3 separate regions of the Mus musculus genome follow, and regions 1 and 3 are each linked to region 2. Evidence: chromatin contacts called from public promoter capture Hi-C data. All regions are on one chromosome and are shown on one strand. Each heading gives the region's core, a stretch centred on a gene start, on an enhancer-like site or on the middle of the called end of the contact. The rest is flanking DNA. Distances are from core to core; before and after follow the strand shown. Region 1 holds the start of Apobec3 (apolipoprotein B mRNA editing enzyme, catalytic polypeptide 3). Region 2 holds the start of Lgals2 (lectin, galactose-binding, soluble 2). Region 3 holds the start of Apol8 (apolipoprotein L 8).

The links. Promoter capture Hi-C pulls out the DNA fragments that hold promoters and counts their contacts.
Region 1: a contact with region 2 is called in a promoter capture Hi-C map of liver, with 2.6 times the contacts expected there. The contact joins the promoter of Apobec3 here to the promoter of Lgals2 in region 2. A contact is called at or near these places in 1 of 39 promoter capture datasets (liver) and 1 of 115 datasets of contacts at active chromatin or transcription factors (pancreatic cancer cells).
Region 3: a contact with region 2 is called in a promoter capture Hi-C map of liver, with 2.7 times the contacts expected there. The contact joins the promoter of Apol8 here to the promoter of Lgals2 in region 2. A contact is called at or near these places in 3 of 39 promoter capture datasets (liver and neutrophils) and 1 of 9 other capture datasets (liver).

The regions. Positions count from the first base shown.
Region 1 is chr15:79,891,158-79,894,137 of GRCm38.p6, reverse strand. Apobec3 (apolipoprotein B mRNA editing enzyme, catalytic polypeptide 3) reads right to left here and starts at 1,730. Exons shown (of 8, transcript NM_030255.3): 1 at 1,569-1,730. The coding sequence starts at 1,621. D730005E14Rik (RIKEN cDNA D730005E14 gene) reads left to right here and starts at 1,000. Exons shown (of 1, transcript NR_030675.1): 1 at 1,000-2,980.
Region 2 is chr15:78,854,132-78,856,831 of GRCm38.p6, reverse strand. It overlaps Lgals2 (lectin, galactose-binding, soluble 2), which reads left to right and starts at 1,303. Exons shown (of 4, transcript NM_025622.3): 1 at 1,303-1,360. The coding sequence starts at 1,355.
Region 3 is chr15:77,753,992-77,756,810 of GRCm38.p6, reverse strand. It overlaps Apol8 (apolipoprotein L 8), which reads left to right and starts at 1,538. Exons shown (of 4, transcript NM_001081970.2): 1 at 1,538-1,623.

The DNA of each region.
Region 1 (2,980 bases), core at 481-2,980, 1.0 Mb before region 2:
GACCCTTTCCCTCATAGCCAGCAGCCTGTAGAAAAGAGCTGGAAAAATCAGACGTCTATCAAGCCTTGGTCAGAAGAATGGGATCGGAGGCTTATCTCTGACTCTGGAAGGAGAGGTGACATCTGGGACTGGTTACAAGGCCACACCCAGGGGACAAGGCTATTAACAGATAATTGCTGATAACTGGCTTCAGGAGCCCTAATCCTGGAGACAGACAGCTGGCCAGGGGCTTTCTGTTGAAGACTGAAGACATGCTATTCTGTGATATGACTGTCGCCTCTCTCTATACAGGTCTATCCATCACTGGACAGGACAAAGTTGCTCAGGGTGAGGTGAATTGGTTCGAAAGACGGGCCAGGGAGATGGTTCAGCGGGTAAAAGTATTAGCTTTGAAGTTAAAGCCTGCATTTCCACCACACCCACGCATGCACGCACCACTTGCAGCTGGGCTGCCCACGGGACAGTGGCCTCCACCGACATCACAGGCACCAGGAGAAGGGACAAAAATCAGAATGTCACCCAAGGGAGTAGGCAGTATAACTTTCTTCTTATATGTAGGTTTAAAATACACTCACATCTCTCTCTTTCTTTTTTTTTTTCTTTTGTTTTTTTCGAGACAGGGTTTCTCTGTGTAGTCCTGGCTGTCCTGGAACTCACTTTGTAGGCTGGCCTTGAACTCAGAAATCCGACTGCCTCTGCCTCCCGAGTGCTGGGATTAAAGGCGTGCGCCACCACACCCGGCCACTCACATCTCTTGCCATTGGGCATGTATACATATGTGTATGTGTTCTGAATTAATATGTGCATGTCTGGGGGTCAGGAGAAGGCCTTGGATTCCCAGAAGCTGTAGTTATAGGTGGTTGTGAGCCATACCATGTGTTTGCTGGTAGCAGTTGGTCCTCTGTGGAAGGTGACAAAGGTTCTTAACTGCTGAGCCATCTCTCTCCAGTGCCAACCCCGCCCCCTATTATTTCTCTTTTTCTCTTAGCTGACTGGTGTGGTTCCGAGAAGTCTCCACAAGCATCCAGGCAATGGGTGTGTTAGGGGAATTTCTCTTTACCCTTTCCCTTTCCCAGCTCAGAGTGGCTACTTCTGGAAAGGTGGTTCACATTGCCTTAGAGAGTGGTCCCCTCTTCTCCCAGTATCCCCTGAGGTTGGGTTAAAACAGCACGGATATTCTAGGACATCTATCGAAAGTTCTCCATACATGGTCGTCCAAAGTCTGCTTCCATGGATTTCTCTTTAAAATTTGAAGCCCAGACCAGCCTAGCCCTGGATCAGCATGAAGACCCAAAGGCGAGTAACCCCAGACTGAGAAGTCTCAACAGGAAGAAATATGGGTGACGTGGAGAGGGGTACAGGGTGGCCAGTTTAGAAGCAGCTATAAGGTAACCGAAGCGGCTCAGAACAAGGACCCTCGAGGGGAGTGGGAGCTACGGAGTATCCTGGAGAATGTGAGAGAGGAATCGGGAGCTGGGGACCTAGAGGAGAGGCTCGGTATACAGCAAAATGGGGGCCACCAGGAAGAGACTGCAGTGAAAATTTTGGAGGAGCGGGGCCAGCGGTACCTGATCGGTGAATAGCATTTGCGATGGCTGCATCCCAGACAGAATGGTCCCATCCCAGCTCTGGGCCCCAGGCGCTGGGGTTGCATTTTCTGTGAGCAGGCTATGGAAGACCCCCAGAAGTGAAACTGACCTCCCGGGCCAAGTGAATGCAGGCCCCACCTTCTTCCTGCATCAGCTCCCGGAATGGGAGGGCTCTAGGCGATCAAGCCCAGAAGGCTCCTGCCCACCTCTTTGTCCCTTGGCTTGGCAGAGACCTGCTCCTCTGTACAGCGGCCCGCGGGGATCGCAAAGAGAAAGGGAAACTAACTGATGGTAGAGAGAAGCTGATGCCGACCGCGGTGAGGGTAGGACAGACGCCCCAAGGGTGGCCCCAGGCGTCTCCATCCAACCTGCCTAGACCATCCTGTGCCGAGCTTGCAGCCAAAGCTGCCAGTTGAACCAAGGGTTTGACTCTGTAGGTGTTAAGGAGTGGGGACCCTTACATTTTCTCCCTTCGGCTTAGGAGGGGAGGGGACAGCCTGGCTTCGCATTTCTAATTGTGGCTTGGATTTTGGCACCCTTCACCTCTAATTTCCCAACTGCCCCAGGTGTGGAGCTAGACTGAGATCAACGGGGAGCACAAAAATGGATCATTGATGGCTCCGAATCAGCCAGCAGCAGGTGGCCGAGCTGGTATCAGAGCCCGTCATCCAAGCTTGTTTCCCTGCAGATGAGGGAGACCGAAATGAGTTTACTGTTCTCACAGACCTGTGTCTCTCGAGGGCAGTAGCGTGGACCAGTCAAATGTAGCAAGTGCACGCTTCTGGTTATTGAGGTTCAGCTAGCGTTCTTTGGAGGAGTGAATGCACACGGAGTCAAGTAATCTTCCAGTGGTTTGGGATACACGTGTGCAGGTATACACGGTGCTCTCCACAGAGGCTCTGGGCACAGTAGCCAGTTCCTGTAGGGCGAGCGTGTCACAGCGCCCCCATCTGGTGGAAGGCTATCCTTATTTCTTTACAAAGCCAAACTTGTTGAACTTGGTGGGGGAGGGAGTGTGTGTAGTTTTCTACTGTCTTGGAAAACAAATGGACACAATATAACAGCACTAATGGGAAATAATACTTCAGTCGGAAGTAGACACATATAAAAAGAAAATATAACAAAAGTAGATCCAGAAAATGCACCAAACTCAGATCCAAAGGAGGACATAGTGCTAATAATACCAGCCCTGCAGCCAAGATATTCTGTCTCTTTCTTAATGTGGCCTTTGATGATTTATTTAACATCCTGAGTCTAATATTCTTCATCTATAAATGGGCATTTTAAAAAAGCTACCTTATTGGGATGCTGGCAAGATAAAATGTGGTTTATGTAAGAAACTTAGCAAGTGCCCAAACTGTTATAAGAAATGAATGAAAGAAATAGCGCCA
Region 2 (2,700 bases), core at 54-2,553:
GACTAAGATGAAGTAGTGCTCAGAGGTAGGACATGGCTTCTATAAACTAAGCCTTGGAGAGCTGGAGTGTTTCACAGCCAGCGACATCTGATTCTGAAGTGCAGATCTGTGAGCCTCAGTGTTCCCAAATGAAGTAGGATAAACAACTGTAGAGACCTGTCTGTGGTACAAACCCACTGGAAGGACGGGCAGCACAGGTTCCCTCCCAGCAGAGGAACTACGTCAGGTTTCTTCCTCTTGACAGTATCTAATTGTGTATATGGACCCCAACTACCACAAAATTCATAGGCATAAAGGGCGAAGGACAGAAACCCCCAGTGTCCCGAACCCTTGGGTTCCCTCCTGCACGTTTGGTCTGTGTCCCAGCAGAACCAAGCTCTTTTGTGCATGGTGCCAGGGATGGAAGCCACAGGGCATGCATCCTGAGGATACAGCACACCACTGAACCACCCAGCCCTCGCAGAATAGTTGACTTTTGGCATCTTCTTCCGCCCGTTTTTAAGCACTTCAGTTATACTTATTTGTGTGTGCACATGTGCCATGGTCCATGTGTGGAGGTCAGAGGGGACACCTTGCAAGAGTTGGTTCTTTCCTTCCATCATGTGAGCTCCGGGAAGCAAACCCCGGTGGTTAGGCTTGGCAGCAGGCACCTTTATCCGTCGAGCCATCTCACTGGCCCTAGATGTGAATCTACCACTTTTGAAGCAAAATGTGTGCAGCCAGATATAGTGTTTCCTGCCTGTAATCCCAGCACTTGGGGCAGAAGTGTGAGAATAGAGAGTCCAAGGCTAACCTGGGCTAAATGGTCAGACTCTGTTTCACAAGAAGAAAAAAAAAGAAACAAATTATATGTATAATCAGAAAAAGCATGGATGAGAGAAGGGAGAAAAAAGTCTTTGAATGACTCACAGACACACTGAAAATTAGAAGCTTGGACATCTTTTAACAGAGCCAGCCTGTCTTTTTGTGGTTGTAGGAGCTGGGCTCAGCAAAGAGGTTGGATGGCCTGCCAAGATCGGGGTGTTTGTGGTTTGTGTGGGGGTGGCACTAGGGCATCCTCCCTTGGGCTTTGTGGAGTACTGACCACGGAGGCTGGTAGGAATTGCCAGAAGCGGGGCCAGAGGGATGCTCACGATCGAGTCAGAGTGAGTGAGGAGCCATCTTCCTGTTTGTTGAGTGAGTGCCTGCATATACAGACCGGGTGATATTAGGAGATAAAGGTCCAAAGTCCTTATTTATGGCCTCGGGGTGGTTAATGTGTAATACTCTGGGATTATAAGCCTGACCAAGAGGGGATACCTTGAGCACAAACCTCTAGGAGCAACTGGGAGAGCTGTGGCCAGGAGCTGTCACCATGTCGGTGAGGATGCTGGCCCTCTGCACCCACTTCCTTCTGCTCATGTGTCTTTGCTAGAGTGTGTGGGTTGGGGGGTTCTGGGGTCCATTGTTTGTTTATTTATTTGTTTGTTTGTTTGTTTTTTCAAGACAAGGTTTCTCTGTGTAGCCCTGGCTGTCCTGGAACTCATTTTTTAGACCAGGCTGGCCTTGAACTCAGAAATCCACCTGCCTCTGCCTCCCAAGTGCCACCACCACCCGGCTTCTGGGGTCCATTATTGCCACCCTTCTCTTTGTGTCAGTTTCTCCCGGAGAACCAAAAAGAAAGCTGGGTTGCCAAGCTGGTGACACATGCCTTTAATCCCAGCACTAGGGAGACAGAGGCAGGAGGATCTCTGAGTTCAAGACCAGCCTGGTCTATAGAGAGTGAGCTCCAGGATAGCCAGAGCTATGTAGAGAGACCCTGTCTCTAAAACTAAAAGAAGAAAACTGGTGGATAATCTCTCAAACCCTTAGCATTGAAGCTGTCTGTCTCTCTGTCACCACCAAGTTCAGGGCCAGAACTTTCCTTTCCCTCTTTGAGGACAGCAACAGTCGTATTAATTATTACTGCCGACCTCTACTGAGTCTCATAAAGATGAGAGTTGTAGGGCAGGGGCTGGGGGAAGGGCCCAGACCAACGATATAGCATGTGCGGTGATTTAGCCAGTGCAAGGCCCTGGGTTGGAACTCCAGCACCAGAAAATATCACGCTTCCAGAGGAACTGCATGGAACAAGCTGAGTGGGTAAAGTGCTTGTCCACCATGCATATAGCCCAGGGTTTGATCTCCAGCACTGCATAAACTGGATGTGACGGCGCAACTGGCAAGCCCAGGATTCAAAGGCCAGAGGCAGGGGGATTTCTGAGTTTGAGGCCAGCCTGGTGTATATAATGAGTTCCAGCTACATACTGAGATCCTGTTGAGAGAGAGAGAGAGAGAGAGAGAGAGAGAGAGAGAGAGAGAGAGAGAGAGAATGGAAGAAAAGGAAGGAAGGAAGGAAGGAAGGAAGGAAAGAGAGAGAGAGAGAGAAAGAAAGAAAAAAGAGAGAAAGAGAAAAGGAAGAAGGGAGGGAGAGAAGTATGGAGGGAGGGAAACTGAGGCTCAAGATGAAACCATAGGTGGCTAATATCTACATATTGCAAGAGTATTGGCACACTCTCGAGAGCCTGTGTTCCGATCTGGCTCCTGTGAAGTTTCTGGTGTGACTTTGGACAAGTTGATGTCCCTCTCTCGGGCAGCTGGTTCTCCCTGATGTGTATGAGATGGGACCACATGACACTCTCTGGGGACTAGATGATAGGTTTATTCCCTAGGACTGTTGGA
Region 3 (2,819 bases), core at 289-2,788, 1.1 Mb after region 2:
GAGTCCTATCCAGGGGGTTCCATCCAAGACTGTTGGAGAGACCATGTTCTGGTCTATTCCATGCTCTGATTAGAAGGTCTCCGTTACTGCTCTCTGGCTCATAGGGGAATTTACCTGGTTCTGCACCTTGAAGTACTTTTGTTTGGCTGTTGAGTTAATATTAATATCAATCCTGGTATTGGTACCAGGTAAGGGGTGTGTGTGTGTGAAAACTTGATGGAAGGGAAATTATAGAAAAAAAATGATCCCAAAATTACCAGAAGCAAAAAGGGGGATTATGAGTGCCACATGTCAGAATGTTTATCTTAGTTTGAATCTTGGCTCTGCCTCCCTGGTTGTCTGACAGGGACTAAATCTGGCTCCTAAAGATGTGGACAGCCCAAAAGCTCTCATCCAATTGTCCTTTTGGGCATCACTCTGTTTCAGGGCCTATGGGGGGCGAGGAAACTGAGGGCCCAGTCAGTAGTGGGGTGATTTGCCAAGGGCAGACTAGTCAGCTGGATCACAGGCTCACATCTCCCCTGACTCCTGTTATCAGTATGTGAGGGATGAAGGCAGAAAGCAGGAGCTGTCCTGGGTGTCTGGATAGGCAAGGACACAAGGTGTGGGGACTAAGAGGGGCACATTGCCAAACACCATCCCCAGAGCAATACCAGCTCTGCAATCCTAAGATCACTGAGTAGACCATTGGGTGTGAGAGAGAGAGACTCTGAGTGTGCAGAAACGCACAGGCTAATTCCGTAGAAATTCTAGTCTCCCCATATAGCCAGGTCTGGCTCTAAACCTATCATCTTTTCATCTAAGCTTCTTCCTGAGTGCTGAGATTCTAGGTTTGTGCCACCAATGTGGCCTTTTAAGGTCCCACTTAGTGCTTCAGTCTCAGAGTAAATGGGCCAGCATGGGTCTCCACTCTGCCCACCAGGAACCTGTGTTTTCAACCGATGGATACATCACCTGTGCTGTTGACCCCCCCAAGGCCACTGCCCACCTGTGGGGTGGGGTTAGAGTCTCTACAGTGGGAGCCAGGTGCCACAGCCACTGTGGGAAGATGAAGGGGCAGAAAGAACAGGAGTGTCCCATTGTGGAGTGGGAAAGTCTCACTACAGGGTCAGCCACAGCAAAGACACGGAGGTGTCATGGTCACTGAGGCAGGATAGACTTGAAGGTGTATGTATGATAGAAGCAGGGGCTGGTTGGGAGGGGGGAGACTGCAGTGGGCTTGAGGCCTGGAGTGCTGACTAAAGGGGATTCAACTTGACCCTGAGAGATCATCAAGGACCCCTTAGAAGGAGCAAGGTGTCTTCCCTCCCTCCCTCCCTCCCTCCCTCCCTCCCTCCCTCCCTGCTCTGAGGATGCCCTGAAACCATCAGAAGGGATGGGGTTGGAGGGTTGCTTTGCGCAACTCTGCTCGGGTTCCAGCTGGGAAGAAGAGGGCTCCTATCAGGGCTGCACAGCCAGCCAGGAGCAGGGCAGGGCAGGGCAGGGCAGGGCAGGGCAGGGCAGGGCAGGCCTGGGCAGGGCAGGGCAGTCCTTCCCAGAACAGCCTTTCTGTAAACTGAGTCACAGCCCCCATCAAGAGGTCTACCATGCCCACATCAGCACCCAGCTGCAGCACAGGACCAGGTCAGTGCAAGGCTTTCCTGAGGGGCCAAAGAATGGAGACTGGGGACTTTTCCTTGCCTATGAACGTCTTTGCCTGGGGGTGGGGAGTGAGTAGTCACAAGTATGACAACAATAACAAAATGGAGAAGATTTTATCTGCTTATGAAAGGAAAGAATATTAATGAACCATCTGAGAAGATATTGAGACATGCTCCCCTTTGTTGCTCTTGCAGGTGGTAGGTGCCTTGACAGAGCTCCATAGAGGTGAGGGGAGCCAGGCAAGTCTTGGTTAAATTAACCCTGTGGTAGTTAACCCTATAATGGGTTGCTGGACCAAACTTTTCTCAGTGTACCTTGTGTGCATGCAGAGCTGGGCAGTATAAAAAATGACAGTGAAGACAGAAAAGGGACAGACACACGTGTAAAGGCCACTTCATCTCATCTGGTGAACTGGGGGACATTTGCAGGCCTCTTGCTGTTTCTGCCAGGCCTTTGTGTGCCTGGAAAATACCACCAGAAACAATTCTTACTGTGCCCTCACACACACCATCCCAGTGGGACAGAACTACTTTTAGCTTTCTGCCTACAAAGTAAGTTAGTTATTTTAAGGTTTTTTTTTTTGTATTTTTCTTTTTTCTTTTTCTTTTATTTGTTTTGTTTTTATTTTTTAGAAATAGAGTGTCACTGTGTAGCCCTGGCTGGCCAGGAATTTGATCTGTTGACCAGGCTGGCTTTAAATTTACAGAGATCCACTTGCCTCTGCTTCCAGAGTGCTGGCATAAAGACATGTGCCACCACAGCAGCCTAGACTTATTTTTCAAATGTGTGTGTGTGTGTGTGTGTGTGTGTGTGTGTGTGTAAGGCAGAGGACAACTTGCAGGAGTGAGCTCTGTCTTTCCATTATGAGGGTCTGGGATTGAACTCTGCCCATCAGCCTTAGCCACAAGCACCCTTACCTACTGTACCATTTTGCCAGACCTCTAGACAGATCTTGAAGAGGTAATCTGAAAGGCAGACAAAGTTCTATTAAAGGAGAATGTCCTTTGCACTACTGTCTACATAAAGGATTGGCTATGACGTGAGGTTCCATGGTTAGCGATGGCAGATGGGCAGCCCAGAGCAAGTACTGAAACAAAGGCAGGAAGTGGCAGGATTCTAAGCCCTGGTTAGATTCAGGACCCTGCAGAAGCAAGGAGAGAGAGAGAGAGAGAAAGAGA